Linked DNA regions of Mus musculus: all the other regions are linked to region 3. Evidence: chromatin contacts called from public Hi-C and promoter capture Hi-C data. All regions are on one chromosome and are shown on one strand. Each heading gives the region's core, a stretch centred on a gene start, on an enhancer-like site or on the middle of the called end of the contact. The rest is flanking DNA. Distances are from core to core; before and after follow the strand shown.

Region 1 (3,004 bases), core at 238-2,737, 2.1 Mb before region 3:
GTACCCTGATATGGCAAGTACTTTTTCAACTGAGCAGCATCTGTGTTGTTATTTTTAAGGAAGCCCAGAATAATCAAAAGATAGGAATGTTGTTCTGAGCACATCTATCCCCCTCCACAATATTAGCAGATGTAATATCTAATTTTAACCAAACCTGTTATTATACAAGGTTTCCTCCATCATTATCAAATCATTATTGTACTTGCAAAAACAATTCCTGTATCAAGTATTATCTCAAGAAAAATCTAATGCTCTCTACAGGACTTTCCCTAGATCTCTGTACTTACTTAAGTAGGGTTTGAACTTCACTGGCTCTGTGCCTTTATAGCACAAGAAACAGAATGTGACATCTTATCCAGTAAACAGGTTCTCATTATCCCCTCATATTTGCCTCATTATAACATTCATTTACTAAAATTTCATTTATATCTGCTATTTTTACTAGCTTATATTTTCCTGAAAGCATCTTTCTTTAGCACTAAGGATTAGTGGTTTCCCACCTTCCTAGAATACCAGTAAGTTAAAATTTTACTGCCCTTGCCATTCTTTGAAGTGTTCTTTCCTGTTTATTTATGAATATAATTTTAGTGCATACGAGGCTAGACCAAAAAGTGCAGGTTATAGTCAAACACACACACACACACACACACACACACACACACACACACACACACACACACACACACACACACATGGTGTGTGTGCGTATTTATGTAACAAAGATGAATGGAATTAAAGCCATTAATTTGAAATGGAGCAAAATGGGAATATATGGTCGGATTTGAAAGAGGAAAATACAAAGAGCTAATAATAATACCAAAAAATAAAATAAATAATTTCCAAAGTTCAGAAACTTTGGTTTTCCTGATGTCAGAAGTCTTCTAATTCCTGAAACAGTCCTGTACTGAGGTTAGTCAGTCAGGTATGGTGAGAGCACGAGAGAGCAGAGCTCTTATGCAATAACCACTTGTAAGTAATAGACAATTAGAGAAGCGTCTGATGCAGGCTTATATGAAAGGCCAGGCCTGATGAGCTTGGTGAGGTGATCTCAGAGAATGGAATCAGGAGCCGTCCTCCCAAGTGTTCCCAGGTCTGCTCAATGACTGGGGCAAAACACCAGTACTCCTTTGGGCTCAACCTTTTCCTTTCTTAAGTGGGGTTGCTAATACACATGTATCCTCTCTTTACACAATCTTGGCAGATCCCTAGGTGGAAATTTGATTGGTTAATCAAAGCACCTGCCAACTGTGGATGTGCAGTTCGCTAATGCAGGCACTTGTGTTCAGTGTGTGTGTGTGTGTGTGTGTGTGTGTGTGTGTGTGTGTGTGTGTTTATATGCATTCTCATTCATTTCATTATGTGTGGAGGTCAGAGTTAGAATTTATTGTTCCCTTAATTGTTTCTTTTATCTTAGCTTTTGAGTCTTAAAAGGATCCAGGAGCTCACTGATTTGAAAAGATTGACTGTCCACAAGTTCCTGGTGTCCAGATTTTGTCCGTGTCACCAGCACTTAACAGTAAGGTGTGAACTACTGCTTTTGATGCCGCTTGGGTTCTGAGGATCTAACTTAGTTCCTTCACTTGTGCAGCAAGGGCTTTATCCTCGGAGGCATCTTCTTAGCCTCCTTGTCTTCCTTTTAATAAATTCTACCCAAAAGGCGACTGTCGTTTAGGAGTTCATAGAGCTAATAAGTACACAAAGGGCAACATCAACCACCTTTAAAGTGAAGATCAGTTTTCACTCTCGGTCCATAGATGGCAGCAATGTACCAAGTCTTACACAACTTTCTCCCAGCCTATGAAAAGTTTTATGTAGAGTAAATCCCATGTTTTCTAAGTAAAGAAAAATTATTTAAAAGAAACTATAGCGGCAACAGAATATGAACAAAAAATACTTTTAGCAAACCTTCTGTCCATCTCAGGTTTTTATTCAGTGAACTAAAGCTTTCTTCAGTTTGCCCAGCACGAGCATCTTTGTCATTTTAACTGCAGGCCACAATAGATACCATAAAAATAAAACTCTTTAAAAGATAATAGCAGTTCAAAACAATACCAAGCAAATGCTCCATCTTTTAGTCATGGTTATTAAAAAAGGATTAATACATGCAGGCCGTTTTCTTTTATTTGTTTAAGAAATTAAAAAGACTGGAAAGCACTTGCACACAGAAACCTTTTCTACGGAAAGAATAGAGCAAAGTAAAGAAAGGAGATTTCCAGATTTAGACACTGAAGACAAAGCGAATCAAGAGCCACTGGCCCATGGGAGACGGGAAGAGCTGCAAGCGGAGATTGAACTGAGGGAATATAATAAATCTAAACAATGCCTCACACTCACTATCAGAGCACAAAACATTTTGGGCAGCTATTGAATTTTCTGTCTATGAAATTCCTTATCACAGGTTGAATCATATTAGTTCGTATTTTTCCCTTTCTAATTTAAAAGTTCATTATGAATGATGTGGGAAGATCACACTCATGTTGAGAAGGCACTCGTGTGACAGAAATATATTTTAACTTTACAACATGAGAAAGAAATGACAAAAAGACTATCTTATGTTATACAACCTGTAAAATAGGGAAATATTATTATGTGTTTTGCTGGCGGTGCTGTAGCATTAAATGAAAAGATTTGGAGCAATGCATGCATACATGCATTTTTACAGTTATTTGAAAGTGAAATTGAAGAAAGAAGTAAGGACATAAAAGGGACATGAAAGCAGAAGACACAGGGTCCACGTGAGAGAGAGAGACAGAGACAGAGAGACATGGAGACAGAGAGAGAAGCAGAGACAGGGAGAGACAGTGAGAGGGAGGCAGAGACAGAGACAAACACACAGACAGAAACAGAATGAGACAGAGAGACAGAAAAGGACAGAGATAGAGAGAAAACACAGATGAAGTTCATGAAAAGAAAATTATTGTAATTGTTCACAAAGTTCAAAGTAAATTTCCAAGGCAGCCTACCGATGTGGGTTGACTCATATCAGGGCTGCGTCTTTACTTAC
Region 2 (3,077 bases), core at 574-3,073, 2.1 Mb before region 3:
TGCTTGCTTAGACTAACCAATACCAAATGCACAATATATTACTTGAAATGTATTGAGTAGGAAATCCAGTAGTAAAATTTGCATAAACTATGCAGAAACAGTTCTCTTCAGGTAAATGATTGTTATAACTTCCGCCATCACCATATACATTCAAAGACAAGAACCATATTACTCAACCGATTTAAACAGTAGAAAGGAATTTTATGACTTCTCATAGGCATACATTATTTCATTGTAACTGTCAATAATGCGGATATTTATAGGTCAATGAATTATAAAATGTCCCAGTATCTATAAACTAATGCCTTAAGTCAGAAAGGCAGAAAGTGATATGCAAACAGGATAGCCATAGATGTGCACATGAGATAAATTGTAGCTTGGAGATCCAGAACATAGTGCATAGGTTTAATCGAGTCTTTTTTTTTCTAGAGAGAAATGAGGGCAGGCAGTGTGGTAAAAATGCCCATCTGTGTTTCAGAAATTTCAGAAATAGTTTTTTTCTTAAAGAAATCAATGTGAAAACCTTAAATTTTCTTTCAATGTACCACTCAAATAGAGTTTAAACATGTTGTTCCCGTTGTTAAATGACAATTCTCATGTCAGTGTGTGTGGTATGCTGCATGTACACAGGCAACATTATGTCAAACACCCTTAATTATGTTATTACCTTTTCCTGATGGTGTATAATGTCATATCCAAGAACTAATTTTGTGAACTGTTTAATATTGTAAGCTTGCAATTTTGTATTCTATTTTGTGTTAAATATATTTCCCTCTCACTGTGTATCCTGACATCACACTAAATTACACACTTTACTTTTAAGGATTATTAATGATTCTTCCTGCTAAATGATACCATGCTGACAAAACTATATTAATTTACATTTTACATGTGATATTTTAGAATCTAAAAATCAGAAGCAGACTTGTCATAGCATATATTATAAATATATTTTCTCATCTGATTACATATTATAAAAAATAAATATATCAAGTTTTTTTACACCAATAGAACCAGGTAATGCTATTCGATAACCAGGGAATATTTGTTTCAGAAATATTTAATATGATTTAATATTAAATGTCATTCATGTCCAAACATAAAGTTCTATAAGATATGAAAAACAAACCAAGTCTACAGTTAAAATTCCCAAGTTACAGAGAGAAAGGTAGATTTGTGAAAAAAAAAAAACTAACTTTCTACACAGCTAGTACAGGAAAAAAATCCTGTGTCCCAGTGAAACAGCACACCATCCCAGTCTTCTTCAATCTTATCACCTATATCAGGTCAAATGGCCTGTATGCTAAGTCTGTGTTCAATTTGCATTAACTAATACAAAACTGGAAGTTCATAAAATTAGCAAAGTCAGTTTAGATGTGCAATTCCAAACACTTCAAATTTGATTTTTCTTAGAAATTTGATTATGTATCATAAATTGTATCTAAATGATGAAAACATACTCTTGTGTGATATTAACTTGGAGATGATAGCTATTTGTTTATATTTTATATTGCTATCAAAACATTATATATATATATATATATACATATATCAAGTTATCAAACACTAATATCAAAAGAGTAAAAGTATCTATTTCTGGTTTCAATTTTACTTCCTCTGAATGTCTGTTATAATTTACTAGAAGTACAAACCACTTTCCCATTTTAAAACTATATGAACTTTTTTGTTCTCCTTTCAAATTCTGCATGTATCTAAGAAAAAATAGATATTGAAACAGAATTTTACTTTTGTGAGTGCTTGATAAGAATGTGGTTTTCAACAACCTTGTGAAACGCTCATACAGTTAGGAAGAACTTTGACAAAAGCCACATAGCACACGTTTCAGTCTTTCATTGCTGTATCATGCAAAGAACAAAACCCTGCTCCCGTGCTATCAGTTAATAAAACATTTCCTGAACTATTTAACTTCCGTACAAATTTAAACCATTTTTATGTTTTTATCATTTTTCTGTTAACAGTCAAATTCCAAAGGGAAACACTATTTACGTGTGTGTTTGCTTTTATTAAAAGCTGTTTGATTTTAAAAGGCGTTGCATGAGCAAAGGTGTTTGTTCAACTCTAGCCGATATATGTTATTACGGGCTTACTCTGAGTAAACTGCCATCTTGTTTGCTTAGAAAAAAATAAAATGGTAGAGTTAATTGAATGAAAACAGCATAGAAAGAATAACAACAGTCCCTTTCTTTATTTGAAATATGTCAACACAGAGATATGAATTTGAAAGTACAATATGTAAAATGTAGCAAAGATTAAAAAGTCTGGGAGATAACTTTTGTTTAAAATGTGGTCATTTACATGCAAGAAATCTATTTTTTTGGTTAAATATATATGATTCTTCAGAAGTTTATTGACTTAACATCCATGAAAGCAGTTAAATCACTGCATTATTGTTGATACTTTAATATATTTTGTTTTCATTGATTAACTATATTCATACATAACTTATATCATTGTCGTCACAAAACCCCTTATATTTCAGAAAATCTGTATTTCCCAACACTTTGTAGAGAAAGTATCTTAATGCTAATACCATTTAAAATTATTTCAAATCAACTTATCAATTATCGATAAAAATTTAAAACAAGCAGCAGAATTTCAAATTTGAGTAACAGTTGAAATCAGGTTAATTTTGATAAAAATAATTTGCAATATATGTATAGATGAAGTTTGAAGATACTCGTTGTCAACATTCTCACAGTATCTCAATTTGTACAGTACCCTACACAAATTCTTTTCCATCACACTTTTGAAGGCAACTTTCATCACTAAAATCATTTATTACAATGTAGAGCAAAACTGTTTTTAAAACAAACATTTGAAGAAATGATAATTAATATTAGAAAATCAATATTGAACTTTAATTACCTTCTTTAAGTTTTCTTAATGCTAAAGTCAACCAAGTAAAGTGTGCTATACTGGCATCATGGGAACGAGAGCTTATTTATGGACATCTATTTAGTTTTGTAACCTATGTGAATAAATATTGTTCCCATTTTTTTTCTTATCGTTCTTTTTAGTGACTCTTAAAATAATGGATCTTATTTAGGCTAGTGTTT
Region 3 (3,477 bases), core at 586-3,085:
GCAGATGGTGCATTTCTGCAGAGCAATGCGCTTCCTCAAAAGCCTCAAAACCCCACCGTGGTTCCCTCCTGCTCCTGTCGTATAGGGAAAACCTCTCTTCCATCGATAGAGACTTCCTTGTCTTGTTTGTGAGTGTACGGCTGGGAAAAATCATATTCCTCCCACAACATGTGCAAAGTTACATACCTGCTTGCCCTCGAAATTGAAAAGAACACTTTACAGGTGAGTCCCACTAACCTAGCAACCACTGACAGGAAAAGCTTAAAGTCACTGTTAGTAACCTGAAATGAGCAAAATGATAAGGAGAAAAAAATTTGAGCTTCAAGAAAAACTGCTATCAAAGGAAGATCCAAACTGAAAATTTCATGCTGGTTCTTTTACAATGACTTAAATGGGCTAAAACCTCACACATACTCTTACTTCGTTAAAAAAGCAAACAAACTTCTTAAATGTTTTTATACTGTGTACTTTTTACTTTACAACACGTTCTCTCACAAAAGGTTGGGATGCAAAGCCTTAGCCCTCACAGCAGGCCCACCAACTTAACCAGTTCTCTTCAGACACTACTCACAACACACACTGGTGCACCCAGCACCCCATGGACGCTCCAGAGGCAAAAAGAGAAGCTCAGGAACTTGAGGTCACTCTAGGCTACACAGGCAAGAGTCTTATCTCAGAACAACACAACCTAAAAACCACAACGGTACCCTTGTGTACATACATTTATTTTTACAAAACAATAAGCCGTGGAACATCTAAGATGAAAGAAAAAAGAAAAAAAAAAAAGACAGGCTGGAGACAGAAAAAGAACAATGTGGCAAACAATTAGGTGGGGAAAACCACTGCAAAGCGTAAGGTTATCTTTTGAGAAAGATGTTGAGGGGGTAACCTCTGGAAACCATCAAAGCCACTGCCAAAACAGACATGTAGAACCACACGTAGATGGAAACGTGTAAAATTAAGACAAAGAAAGATGCTTGCTAACGCAAAAGAAAAAGCAAATAAAACCGATCACTTGACACACACTTTACCTGGCTGTCTTATTTTAAATACCCGGAGCTACAACTTTATTTTATTGTTTACGAATAATAGTTACTTTCTAAGTGTTGGGTCCGAGAGGGACAAAGCTGCAGAACCATAGCAGAGAGAAGGGAACTCTGAGACTTATTTCTGTACCTCTGGGTGCGCTCTACCTATCAGGCAGCGGGCGCGGACACACCCACAACCGCGGTCACCCGTGTCGCCCGATCTAAGGAGTGGGAGATGGTGACGGGGAGTGGTGCTCAATCACTGGAAACAAATAACCCGTTACTGAAACGCCTGGGCCCCGGAACTGAGCTCACCGCGTGGACAAAAAGGTCCACGACCCCTTTCGCCCCGGGTCCCCAGGCCACGAGCACGCGCCAGACACGAGCAGGCGCCAGACACTTGGCGGGTCGCGTGGCCCCAGGATGGGCTCGCAGGCAGCGGTCGCGAGGCCTGGAACGCCCCGCGCGCGCCAAACTCCGCCGCAGCGGAAGACCGGAGCTCTGGGGCCGCCAGCTTCGAGGTCGCGGCGGGTCCCCTTCCCCGTCCCCTCGCAGGATACCGCCGAGGCCGACGCGGGGACCGTGGGGCCCTCTACGACGCCTCCATCCGGGGGCTCGGCGCCGGGAAGCGCAGGCCCGGTCAGACGAGAACGACGCGCACTCACCGTCCATGGTCTCCCTCACCGCGTTCAGGTTGGCCGAGGCCGCCGCGCCCGGGCCGCTACCGCTCGCCATGGAGAGGAGAGGCCCCCGCCCCGGTGGGAGAAGGCCTGACCCGGAACTGGAGCGCCCGCCGCCGCTCGGCCCCGCCCACACACCGCGCGGCGGCGCTCGCACCGCCCAGGCCACGCCCCCGCCGCCCGGGCCACGCCCCCTCGCGCCGAGCGCCGAGCGCCGACGCCGGACCGCGTTGATTTGAATTTGGAGCCTCGTTCCCTTGCGCGGAACGTAGAGCGAGGAGTTAGCGTTCGAATTCACCCGGCCGCCTCGACGCCATTGGCTGGTTCGCGGACGGCGGTGGGACGCGATTGGCCGGTGACCTCTCCCCGCCCCGCGCCCTGGTTGGCCGGAGAGCACGGAGGGAGTTAAAGAGTCGGCGCCTGGCGTGGGCATCTGCAGGGTGATGCTAGAACTTCCACGTTGCCCACGAGTGTAGGTACGTTCTCCGTGGCCCCAGGCCTGGACTCCTGCTTCGAGGTGGACCGCTCTGGTTTCCTGGCCCCAGACGTACCTGTGAGCTCGCCTAGGTGTGAAGGGGAGCAGAGAGAGAGGGCGCCTGGACACTGAATGGTCGCTGGAAGTGACGTCTCTGCTGTTTCCGAGGGAGCCCGCTCAACTTTGATCTTACAAAAGTAAATTCTTTTCTTTTCTTCTTCTTCACCCCCGCCCCCATCTCCCTTCTGGCTGTAACCCTCTTTGGAAGGAATGCAGCGTGCCTTTGGATCCCGGAGGGGGAGTGCTCTTTAGGAAAAGTAGTTTAAATCCCCACCTGGGTCCAGCCTGTCACTCACCCTGTTCAAGTGAGGACTAACGTGCCAGTAGTAAAAATTGCAGTTCTGTGTGGAATTACTTGGGTATCCGGACGGTGTTCGTACGGTTTTGTCTTGAGATGATGAATAAGGAAAACGATAAATAGAAGTCGTTTGGTTGGAAAGGCACTTATTTTTGGTGTAATCAGATTGGACCAGAGCCCACTCATAACCGGTTGGCTGCTTCATATATGCCGCATAACTTCCGTGCATGCGTTGCTTCCTCTGAAAAAGTGATAGGAGCATTGCCGTACCTTCCCCAGCTCCCAAGGCTCGGCTCCGGATCATCTGAGAAAACGTGCAGGGCTGATTCTCCTTTGTAAACCATAGAAACTTAACCCCAAGAGGATTCGATTTGGAGTGAGATGTTGAATGTATTTTGTCGGGATTAATATCTATGATATTCAGTAATTTTAATATGTGTACTTTTGATTTCTTTCTAGTTTGCTTCCTGGGCTATGGGAGATGTCAGCGAATTAAAAATGCAAATAACACCAGAAACTCCAGGAAGGATCCCTGTTTTAAATCCCTTTGAAAGTCCCAGTGATTATTCTAATCTCCATGAACAAACCCTTGCTAGTCCTTCTATCTTTAAGTCCACAAAACTACCAGTAAGTTTCTCTTGCCTAGTGTTTACAAGTGATTTTAAGTGAAAGTAACTACAAATAATTTTAAGTGTAAATACAAGAAGAAGATGGCACCTAATCTTGTAATGGTTCTTTGAGCAGACATGATCTGAGCGCTCTTATGCAGGAGGTCGACATCCAGGAACTGCCCACACCAGCACAGAAACAGCACACAGGCTTTACAAGTTAGCTGGTCACAGCTGAGCTACTCATATATACCTCAGACCAAAGACAGCAGCCAAGACCAATATGGAGACAAACATGCCACGCTCTAGTAACGAATTATGGACACAG

What was found. Promoter capture Hi-C pulls out the DNA fragments that hold promoters and counts their contacts. A called contact is a pair of places that touch in the nucleus more often than the background predicts.
Region 1: a contact with region 3 is called in a Hi-C map of the G1E-ER4 cell line, with 6 times the contacts expected there. The contact joins the enhancer-like site here to the promoter of Mzt1 in region 3. A contact is called at or near these places in 15 of 39 promoter capture datasets (the 3T3-L1 cell line, 3T3-L1-derived adipocytes, the C10 cell line and 10 more), 12 of 484 Hi-C or Micro-C datasets (the G1E-ER4 cell line, LSK cells, embryonic fibroblasts and 7 more), 12 of 115 datasets of contacts at active chromatin or transcription factors (astrocytes, bone marrow-derived macrophages, differentiating embryonic stem cells and 8 more) and 1 of 9 other capture datasets (adipose tissue).
Region 2: a promoter capture Hi-C map of the HPC-7 cell line shows a contact between it and region 3. The contact joins the enhancer-like site here to the promoter of Mzt1 in region 3. A contact is called at or near these places in 11 of 39 promoter capture datasets (the 3T3-L1 cell line, the C10 cell line, the HPC-7 cell line and 6 more), 2 of 484 Hi-C or Micro-C datasets (the G1E-ER4 cell line and ventricular fibroblasts) and 6 of 115 datasets of contacts at active chromatin or transcription factors (embryonic hindbrain, embryonic midbrain, embryonic stem cells and 3 more).

What each region holds. Positions count from the first base shown.
Region 1 is chr14:96,960,849-96,963,852 of GRCm38.p6, forward strand. No RefSeq gene overlaps it. Among named protein-coding and RNA genes, the nearest start is that of Gm33525, 91 kb to the right of the region's middle. Within about 2 kb of position 1,488, at least 2 of the 459 cell types and tissues checked have an H3K27ac peak or open chromatin away from gene starts, as enhancers often do. A contact at or near this core is called in the G1E-ER4 cell line, where this site is marked.
Region 2 is chr14:96,988,903-96,991,979 of GRCm38.p6, forward strand. No RefSeq gene overlaps it. Among named protein-coding and RNA genes, the nearest start is that of Gm33525, 63 kb to the right of the region's middle. Within about 2 kb of position 1,824, at least 18 of the 459 cell types and tissues checked have an H3K27ac peak or open chromatin away from gene starts, as enhancers often do. A contact at or near this core is called in the G1E-ER4 cell line and the HPC-7 cell line, where this site is marked.
Region 3 is chr14:99,044,301-99,047,777 of GRCm38.p6, forward strand. Mzt1 (mitotic spindle organizing protein 1) reads right to left here and starts at 1,836. Exons shown (of 3, transcript NM_175245.4): 1 at 1,694-1,836. The coding sequence starts at 1,763. It overlaps Bora (bora, aurora kinase A activator), which reads left to right and starts at 2,077. Exons shown (of 12, transcript NM_175265.5): 1 at 2,077-2,380; 2 at 3,001-3,168. The coding sequence starts at 3,016.